2 separate regions of the Gossypium arboreum genome follow, and region 1 is linked to region 2. A link is a contact called in public Hi-C data. All regions are on one chromosome and are shown on one strand. The core of a region is the stretch at or near the end of the contact, and the rest is flanking DNA. Distances in the headings are between cores, read along the strand shown. Region 1 holds the start of LOC108465013 (protein CHAPERONE-LIKE PROTEIN OF POR1, chloroplastic-like). Region 2 holds the start of LOC108467224 (probable 26S proteasome non-ATPase regulatory subunit 3).

Evidence for each region. Hi-C and Micro-C count contacts between places; a contact is called where the count stands out from the background.
Region 1: a Hi-C map of leaf shows a contact between it and region 2, with 7 times the contacts expected there. The contact joins the promoter of LOC108465013 here to the promoter of LOC108467224 in region 2. A contact is called at or near these places in 2 of 5 Hi-C or Micro-C datasets (both in leaf).

Annotation. Positions count from the first base shown.
Region 1 is chr2:103,124,853-103,130,025 of ASM2569848v2, reverse strand. It overlaps LOC108465013 (protein CHAPERONE-LIKE PROTEIN OF POR1, chloroplastic-like), which reads left to right and starts at 3,873. Exons shown (of 3, transcript XM_017765315.2): 1 at 3,873-4,283; 2 at 5,040-5,173. The coding sequence starts at 3,954. LOC108462559 (probable hexosyltransferase MUCI70) reads left to right here. Exons shown (of 8, transcript XM_017762503.2): 4 at 1-51; 5 at 137-336; 6 at 574-989; 7 at 1,588-1,772; 8 at 1,888-2,454. The coding sequence ends at 2,216.
Region 2 is chr2:102,904,520-102,909,521 of ASM2569848v2, reverse strand. LOC108467224 (probable 26S proteasome non-ATPase regulatory subunit 3) reads left to right here and starts at 2,790. Exons shown (of 9, transcript XM_017767809.2): 1 at 2,790-2,932; 2 at 3,056-3,144; 3 at 3,304-3,494; 4 at 3,934-4,071; 5 at 4,138-4,274; 6 at 4,443-4,497; 7 at 4,570-4,680; 8 at 4,860-5,002. The coding sequence starts at 3,066.

The DNA.
Region 1 (5,173 bases), core at 2,624-5,123, 220 kb before region 2:
AGGTATTCATCTCGAAGGACTTGCATGGATTGACTCCAAAAGCAGAACATCGTAAGGTCATGCAGACTCTTCTTTTCCTAAACTCTGATCTCTCTGCTTTTATACTATTAAAATTGATTGTAAATTGATCAAATAGGTTGTCCAATTCCATTAGCCAGTGACCCTGAGAAAATAGTTATTCCAGATGGAAAAACACCAGATGTAATTGTTAAAGGTTTAACCTATATTGAGGAAGAGGATTTGGTTAACAATGGATCTCATACCTTCCCATTATTTGGAGGTAACCAAAGCTGGCTGCAAAGAGAAAAGAGTTTCAAATTAAAGCCTAATATGAAGGTAGAACTTATTTTATTTGCTTTTAATCCCCTGCTCTTATTCATAACTAAAGAAAATAATGGCCTAGATCCCGGGGATAGAAACAATTCTTTTCCCCTAATTCATTAGGTTTCGTATCATATATGTTGAGGACGAAAATGTCTCACTCTTGCCTCTACCCTTGCCTTTGTTTACCTCTTTTAGATGGCTGAAAATAAAATTAAGTGATTCTCTTTTGTATTAAAATTTTACCTTTAGGTACACTGTGGATTTCTGCGAAATGGGGGTGCTAACATGAATCCTGTAGATATTGAATATGTCAAGAAATGTAGGTTTGTGGTTGCATCTGGGACTTTTGATGGATATGATGTACCTCATCAACCATCAAATATAAGTATTCGTTCTAAGAAGCTCTTCTGTTTTCTGATGGTTGTTGATGAAGTATCTCTCAAGTTTATTAAAAAGAATGTGACCGTCAGGAAAGATAGAGATAAGGGGATGTGGGTAGGCATATGGAGGCTTATCCCATTGAAGCATCTACCTTATGATGAACCTAGAAGGAATGGGAAGGTTCCCAAAATTTTAACCCACAGGTTATTCCCTGAAGCACAGTACAGCATATGGATTGATGGTAAAATGGAGCTGATAGTTGATCCATTGCTTATTCTCGAAAGGTATATTTATGTGTTGTTTAATTGTTAAGAACTTTGCCATTTCCATATTGTCTCCCTGTTGATGAATTAGCGGAAAGACAATCTCTTTTAATTTATTAAAGCACGCACCATGGATATAACTATTTATAAATTAGGTAAATTCTCATGTTAATGAATTGTTAAGAACTTTGCAGCTTACATAATTTTCCCTGTGAATGAATTAGAGGAAATGATACAATTACTTTAGGTTTATGGGTTTTGCTAAAGAGTGGCCTTATTATGGCACTCTTTGAAGTTAGTTAATATTCTGTTTGTAGTAATAATTGTGTCTTAAATGCAATAGGTGACCATGTGATCGATGATTGCTGATAGATTGAGTTAAGAGTTTTCTTAAAGAAGTTGATAGATTGAGTTAAGATTTTTCTTAAAGAATCTAAATTTGCGAGAAGCATGCATTATGATCTTTTGATATAACATAAATTTTACCTGTTTGAAAGAAAGCATTCAACCAATAACCTTTCTGGTTAGGACTTACTGATTTATTTCTCCCAAGCTATATGAAGTTTGAATTATTATCATGATGCAGAAGCTGTTAGATTGAATTATTTCTTATTGGCAGATACTTATGGCATGATAAACATACTTATGCGATTGCTCGGCACAAACATCATAAGAGTATATATGAGGAGGCTGATGCAAACAAACGGAGAAAGCGATATGCCAGACCTCTTATTGATCTGCAGATGAATATATATTACTATGAGGGAATGGAGCCATGGAGTTTGAAGAAAAATACTATTAGTGGTACGAAGGGATACATATTATTCTTACACAAAATCTGAGTTCATAAAGAATGTGTAATATTCTTGTTATTAGTTCTGTCAATGCAAACTAAATATTTCGTCATAACCAAGTGCAGACGTGCCTGAGGGAGCCATAATTATAAGGGAACATACTGCTCTGAATAATTTGTTCAATTGCTTGTGGTTCAACGAAGTCAATCTCTTCACACCAAGAGACCAGCTTAGCTTTGGTTACATTGTTTACAGGTTAAGGGGCTTGTTTAAGTTCTTTATGTTTCAGAATTGCGAGTACAATTCACTATTTGTCTTGCACCTGCATACTCGAGAGCATTCTTCTAAAGTAGAGTGGATTAAAAGTTTGAGCGAATTTAAGGGAAATGGTAGTAGCATGAAAGAGAGTCTGAGGCGGATTTGGCTTGTGGACTCCCTATCCAAAGAATCTTGATTCCGTTATCCTCCCACCAGTGGTAAGAACATCAAAAGCAGGCTGATGTTTCTCATTAGCTAGTTATTCTTACATCTTTCGAATTTGAAACAATTATTGAATGAGTTCTTTTATGGATCCATCCCTGCTTAACATGGATGCTCTTGTAAACTACTGTATATAGTAGATGGGAAACAAAGAAAGTTGTATCCTGAATATGATTTGTTTTGAAGTTAGCTGTTATTGTTTCAGCCTTGCATATTCTCCAAGCCCATAGGTGCATTCATAATTTCATATATACAATATTTATATTAGATTTACCTAGGAAACTAATCAGTTGGCTGATAATCTGTTTTAAGCCTTGTATTTTGGTTCCTAAGTGCTTGAATGTGAGGCTCATCTTCCTCGACAGGAAGTACAATGGAAAAACTATGCTTATTAGTGATATTGCATTATGAAAAAATTAACTCTGGTAAAAAATGATCTAAACTCAAAGCAAAAATAATTTAAAAATCTTAAAATTTATATACTGGATTTAAATTGATCCACATTGACCATTTACTCACAGGCAAACATGTTTCCTGTCCATGTTATTCCTTTATACCATAACAAGTAACTTGCTGACGGACTCTTCATTTCTTTGTTGACTATTTTAGTTTGGTTTGATTAGTAAACTGGCTCCAAAACCATATTCTAATTTTAAATTGATTTTATTTTATTTTTGTCTTAAGTGATATTGAAATGATTAATTTTATTTTATTTAGAAAATACCACATCCAACAAAAATATAGTTTGAATAATTATTAAAATTACAATAAAATGAAAAAGAAATTGTAACTAGAGCATCTCAAATATTATTATAATAAATGGATAAAATTGAATTAGTATAGATAGAGCATCTTAATTATTTGCTTCAATTACGACTTTCAAACTCTTTTTAATTTTCTTGTTTTAGAAAATTTGTTCTAAAATATTAAGCTAAAAGAATGAGTTCGAACAAAATATAAATATGTTTAAAAATAGGCTCATCTCACGCTTGAGTTCCATTCATTCTGTTTTTAATTTTGTAATATACTATGTTATGTAATTTATAACCAAAAAAATATATTAAATTTATAGTAATATATAATACTATAATGTAAATATTAAAAAATATATTAAGTGGTCTATGTATAAAAATTTAATAAATGCAAAAAAAATATTAAATTCCTAAATTAAAAATAATATAAATATTTTAAAAATTTTAAAAATAATATGAGTAAATTTAAAACGGGCTTGGGTTAACTATTTGTAAATATAGATAGGTTTAAATAAAATTTTAAGCTCATATTTCGAGTTAGGTCGAGCTTGAATTAGCATAAAAATGCGTTAATTCCATTCTTAAACTCGGTCCGAACCCGACCTGAGAACTATCTTTAGTCCAAACTATGTAGCATATATGTATCATTTTGTTGTTATCAAATTTTCTTTTGTGTTTTTGCTCTATTTCAACTAATATTGACTTGTACCATCAATGGATATAAAATATTAATAATTTAAACTAATTTTAATATTTTTATCTTAATTGTTTTTATAATTAAATTAAAAAATAAGATAGGATCATTTAACTAATTAATTCAACTTAATTACAAATTACAAATTTATATTTTGCATATATAATACCTATAATATATACAACATACTCCCAATTACTATTACATTGGCCTTATATTTTGTTGTCCAAAAATATCAAATCCTTGCTTTTTTTCTTCTTCCGAAATGGCTGTACACACACTCTCCGTCCGGCCTGACCGTCTAACTCCCGGCTCCCCTATTCCCAGACCGCCGGTGCGCCTCCCTAACCAAACCCACCCTTCTTTAAAACCCGCTAAAATCGAGCCCTGGAGAGCCGCCGCAATCCTCCATACGCGACGACCATTAGCCGCTCGTGCCGGTTCACGAGCTGATGACTCCGCTCCGTTCGAGATGTCTGTTGAGAACGCGCTCAATCTCCTTGGAGTCTCCGAAAGTGCTTCTTTTGATGATATTCTTCGCGCCAAGAATTCGATTGTCGCCTCTATTAAGGATAACCAAGAAGCTATCGCCCAGGTTGATTCATTGCCTTTCTTTTTTCACATTGAAAATTTTAAGATTTGGGTCATAAGTGTTTAAATTTTGGTCAAAATATTGATAATTTTGCTTCTGAGTATTGAACTTATTCATATGTATTATTTTTCTTTCTTTTGTCATTCACGTAAAGTTTGATGTTTTGGATGGTGAGTTTTTAGATATTCATGAATATATTTGTAGAAAATTTTTGAGATCTGTCTCTTTGGTATTGCAGGGGCTTATTGAATGTTTCCTTCATAACTTGTTATCTTTTGTCATCTGTTATATGAGCTTTGTAAATCAACAAAATTCTGACTTGTATTTATGTTTTCAATAGGAGTTTCAGTTTTTTACTTTGTGTATTGCTTGGATTTTGAATTGTTCTTTATAGAGCACTTTTCCAACCAGAGAGAGAGAGAGAGAGAGAGAGAGAGAGAGAGAGTTTTCTGTATAGCATGTGCTTTCCCATTTGTTATATATATATTTAGGATGGTGCCTAGTGGAACATTTCCCATTTTTTAGATTAAACAAATATTATATCATTGCAACAAAGTGGTCCTATGATGCTTATGGTGGTTCATCTATGCATGTTTTTCTCACTTAACTGATAAGCTTGTTTTTTTTTTTTTTTTTTTGGATGAATGTGAACTGTATATTTTCTATTTTATTACATCTATTCTTTTGTCCGGTGAGGATATTGACTCCTGTATGGTTCTCTATAGTTTTGCTTTCTTAATACTTTGATTTGTGTTTTAGGTTGAGGCTGCATATGACATGTTGCTTATGAGGAGCTTAACACAACGACGAGCTGGAAAAGTTGTAGACAGAAGCATTAGATTTGCAGATGTTAAACCTGTTAATCCACTTGGGGTGAGATCAATGCCTCAGTG
Region 2 (5,002 bases), core at 1,541-4,040:
GAGTTCCCTCTTATAAGAAAGTTAAAATATCATATTGTAGATTATTTTTAAATAAGTTATAATGCCAGACTACTAGTACTTCAAATCTCTTATTGCATATGTTAGAATAGATTTCAAGGTCGTTTGGACCATACGTGCTATAAGAAAAACTTGACACGGATGCGACAAGAAATCGAATAACGAGCTTATAAAAGGTATGTTGATTTTGTTTTCACATTCAATGAAATTCAGTATCTTGATAATGAATATTTTTGCAATTTCGGTGGATACCTTAACTAGACAACATAATGCTTACCATTATACCAAAGATTGCTTTTAAGTAGTATGTGTTATTCAGGGTGTAAATGCCCATAATTTATTTCTACATCATAGAGTAGAAGCACCTTAATCGAGTGAAACGCTAATTCGGGTTCACCCAAGAAATTTCGGTGAAGCCTTAGAACATCGAGCAACTCCATAAGGTAGATATAAAGAGGCAGAAGAGTCATTAGTTGATGAAGCATGCACCATGGATTGAGGTTTGAGACAAATGAGCTAAGTAGAGCATATATGGGGAAATTATCAAGGTGTCACGTGTGAATATGATATGCGAATTATGCAAGTATACATTTCGAATTAAGTAATAAAGTGATAAGTGAGATCGTCTCCACAGGGACCGGATTAGGTATACAAATGGTCAAGTTACTATAATAAAGTTAGATTAATGTTATAACAAAATAATGATAAGAATGTAGTGGTAAACAAAAGGAATATTAATGTGAACAAAATGTGTAACTGATGAATAATTGAAAATGCCATAGCAATGCAAGAGTAAAAATGCAGTGGCAATTACGAAAATAATTATATGAATAATATGTAATTGAACAAGTAAACAACTAAGGATGCCTTGGCAAATATACTATGGCAAGGGATAAGGGATATACGATGTTGATATGGAAGGTTGGAATTACTAAGAATCTACCCTTACTGTCAGAAATGCCTTGGCAAAATCGTAATCAATCTATTGCTTAGAAGATTTCCAAAGTGGTTTACTTCTTTCGAGAGCAAAAACATCAAGTTACCTTGTTCGTGCCTATAGGCCTTTAATACGGTACCTTGCACTATTTCCTTTTGTATGAACTTTGCTCTATGTCTAGAGTCAACTACAAGTATCTATCGAGTACTTGCTCATATCATTCAATTTTGGTCCAACTAATCCAACTTTTTCAGAATTAAATTAGTTTATAGGCATGTTGTACAGTTGTCTATGTCTAAGGATATAATTTTGAAAAAAAAACAATTGAATGAAACAGTAAATTAATTCAGATTTAAGTTTTAACCATTAAAGAAAATAAAGGTTTCATCAAGTAATCCCAACCCTATGAGATTTAACTCATGGGTTGGCAAATAGAATTCAAAACCAAAATATCATTCAACATGGTTTTCATCAAATTAATTCACGGAGAAATAGTTAAGAAATAATAGAAGAACATTGGGAAGATAGTTTTCGTGTGTCCAGTTCACACTCTAGTGGCACAGTGTCCTGTGGTGGTTGAGAAGAACTGCATTCGTCTTCCTCTTTCCGTCTCTACTCAACTGCTACCTTCTCGTTTCCCTATGGATCTCCAACCTTATTCGTCCTTTAAGGTTTCCTCCTTTAGCTTTTTATAGCCTTTTCCTTAGGGTAAATCTAACAACCCATGTTTATCTTCTCATCTTTTTAAATTCTTTTTTTAATAACCCAAGATTATCTTATCCTCTTTTTTAGGTAGATTTTTCCAGTACAAGTACAATTTGGCTGAAACTAGTATGCGTTGAGTATTGACTCGGTCTTCCTGGAATTGTCACAGCATCTGTGTTGACAAAATGTCCAACCTTTTGCCTCGGCAAACCTTCACTCATTTATTTCTCATTCCTCAACCTGTACATACCAAACCACCAAACACAGCCCTACCACAAACAATTAAAATTACCTAATATTTAAACACTGTCCAAGCTCCTAATGCAATGATAAAAATACTAATGAAATGTCCTAAAATGCAACTAAATGTACATAGTACAAGCAATTGGCTAGGTCTAAAGGCATGAAATATACCTCTTTTCAAGAGTTATCATTAGGATAGTATTTTTTATACCTCTGAGGTATACATGCAATGGTTCAGTCAGGTGGGCCACGAGCGATTCTATCCGTTGAAGGAATATTTGATAGTAGGGGAACAACGTGTATCGTCAAGTCATCGACAAACACATCATCAAGGTCATTTCTGAGCATGCTAACCTTCTAGTCAAACCTGGACCCATCAACGCAGCGTCGACCCTCTTGCCTTTTCTATGTACTATTCTTGTAAGCTTTCATACTATGTTGGCAATAAACTTGGAGTAGTCATTTACAAATAAATGTGGGCTTGAGCAAAATATGAGACCCATATTTCAATTCGGGTTGCGCTTTAACAACTATGTATGGTAGTTGGACCCAAGCTAGCCCAACCTAACATGAACACTTTTAGTTAGAAGTGATACTTCAACTATTAATTGTCTCATTTACCCAAAAAATGTATGATATTCAATAATAAAAACATGACACGTATCACATTTTATTTGTTGGTATTATTTTTTTAAAATTAAAAAAACCCTTTAAGAATCAATCTTGGAGTATTGTTGAATTAATGAATAAAGCCTTAATTTTATAAAGTTATAGTTACATAGATGAACCCACAAGACAGGATCTAACAGAATAATGGGCCGTGGCCCAATATAGAGTTTATTTGGGCTCTCTAGACCTATTCTATAATGACTTCTGATTTCCATATAAACGACGTCGTTCAGTCCGGCCTTTTTCGCTTTCTTCAACTCCTCTCACAAGACCTACTGCTGAAGAAACTAAAACCTTAGTCCACTGCAGGCTCGGCTCTCGATTCCCCCAAAATCCAGCTCTTCCTTTCGTGAATCAAAGGTAATTTTTTTTTCTCGTTTCCCTTTGTGCTTTTTCAGTTTTAAGCATCTCCCTAATCAATATTTCACCTTTTTTTCCCCTTGATTTTCACGTCAAAATTCGTTTTCAATTTGCATTTTTCAGATTCTCAAAGATGACTCAAGATGTGGAGATGAAAGAGCAACCAGCTCCGTCCAATTCCGTTCCTTCCTCTTCTCCTTCCACTTTGCACCGTAAGTACAATCTATCTATGCTTCTATAACATCCAAATATCTCTAGCGCATATTTTTTTGACGTTTGGTGATAGAAATCTGATTTTCTTTTAGCGTTTTCTGGACTGGTAACTTGTGGGTTTTCACGGATTTGAATAAAATTTTCTGGGTTTCTGTTAGATTTGAAGGAAATTGCGTCTCTGATTGAGACCGGTGCTTATGACCGTGAAGCTCGCCGTATTTTGAGGGCTATACGACTTACAATGGCTTTAAGACGGAAGTTGAAGGCATCCGTGCTTTCCGTTTTCCTCAGTTTCGCTCTTACCCCTGGATCCGAGGCCTTCACTCGTCTTTCTTCTTATCTTCCTAAGGTAATCTTTTGAAGGGGACATCGTAATATTCAGTTATTGATGTGGAAGTGTTTTTCCCCCTTGTGGTGAAGTGATTGCCATTCCATCCTCTTAGATTAGACATGATGTCTTAGTTAATTAAAAGCATTGAAGTGCAACAAATGCTAAAGATAGAAAATAATTGGTTGCATCTTTGAAGTTAATTTTTGGTGATTTGCCCTTTGTTTGCACTCTGTTGTGAGGTATGATGTTATTTTCTCCGTTGTCACCTTCACCAGTGTATTAGGCTTTCTGGTTCCAAGTTCAAGGAAATGCTTTAGTCGCCAGCCTAGTTTCTCTGTCAGCCAGTCTAGTTTCTCACCTCACAGAAATAATTTTTGTTTATGAGTACAATGATTGTAAGTTAATAAGTCCTGAATTAATTGTTCTTTTAAGAACTCATGGTTTGAATTTGTTTCAGGAAGATGAGAATGAGATGGAAGTCGACACTGCAACCTCCACAGCTCAACCTCCTGCTAAGCATTCCTTGCCAGAGCTAGAAATCTACTGCTATTTGCTTGTCCTGATATTTCTGATTGATCAAAAGAAATATGATGAGGTACATTAGCAAATAATTTCATCAGGATGTTTCCTGTTTCTTGAACATGATGTTATCTTGTTTCAGGCAAAGGCATGTTCCTCTGCAAGCATTTCTCGGCTGAAGAATTTGAACAGGAGGACTCTCGATGTTCTAGCTGCTAGGCTGTACTTTTATTACTCTCTTTGCTATGAACTCACTGGTACTCTTTCTGAAATTAGGAGGTGAGCTATACTTGATTCATTCCTAACTTTTATCATATGTTGTCTTTAGCATCTTTTCTGATGTGCGTTTCCTTTTAAATAAACCTCAGCATGTTATAGTTCTTTTATTCATGATCAGAAGTACATATGACATTCTAGGTCTAATTAGGATGATCTTTAATTTGACAGTAACCTTCTAGCCCTGCACCGGATTGCAACATTGCGCCATGACGAGCTGGGTCAGGTAAATTTTCAAACATTTGAGCAATTATGTCTCTGAAAGGATCATATTTTTAAATATATCGTTCTCATGCAGGAGACTCTTCTTAACCTGCTACTTCGCAATTACCTCCATTACAATTTGTATGACCAAGCTGAGAAACTGAGATCAAAGGCACCTAGATTTGAAGCTCACTCAAACCAACAGGTAAGTCACGGTTTTTTGTTATCTTTTTGTCTTTTAACAGTAAATGTTAAAGTAACCGAGCTGTATTTTTATGGTTATTAAATGGTTACCTGGAGTTTGGCATGGCTTTTGGTTATTGTTGTAACTGTAAAAACATTATAGTTTGATTCTATTCATGAGACAATGGTTATCCTCTGCAGTTTTGCCGCTACCTTTTTTACTTGGGGAAGATTAGGACAATTCAATTGGAGTACACAGATGCCAAAGAATGTCTCCTCCAAGCTGCTAGGAAAGCTCCTGTTGCAGCCCTTGGTTTTCGGGTTCAATGCAACAAATGGGCTAT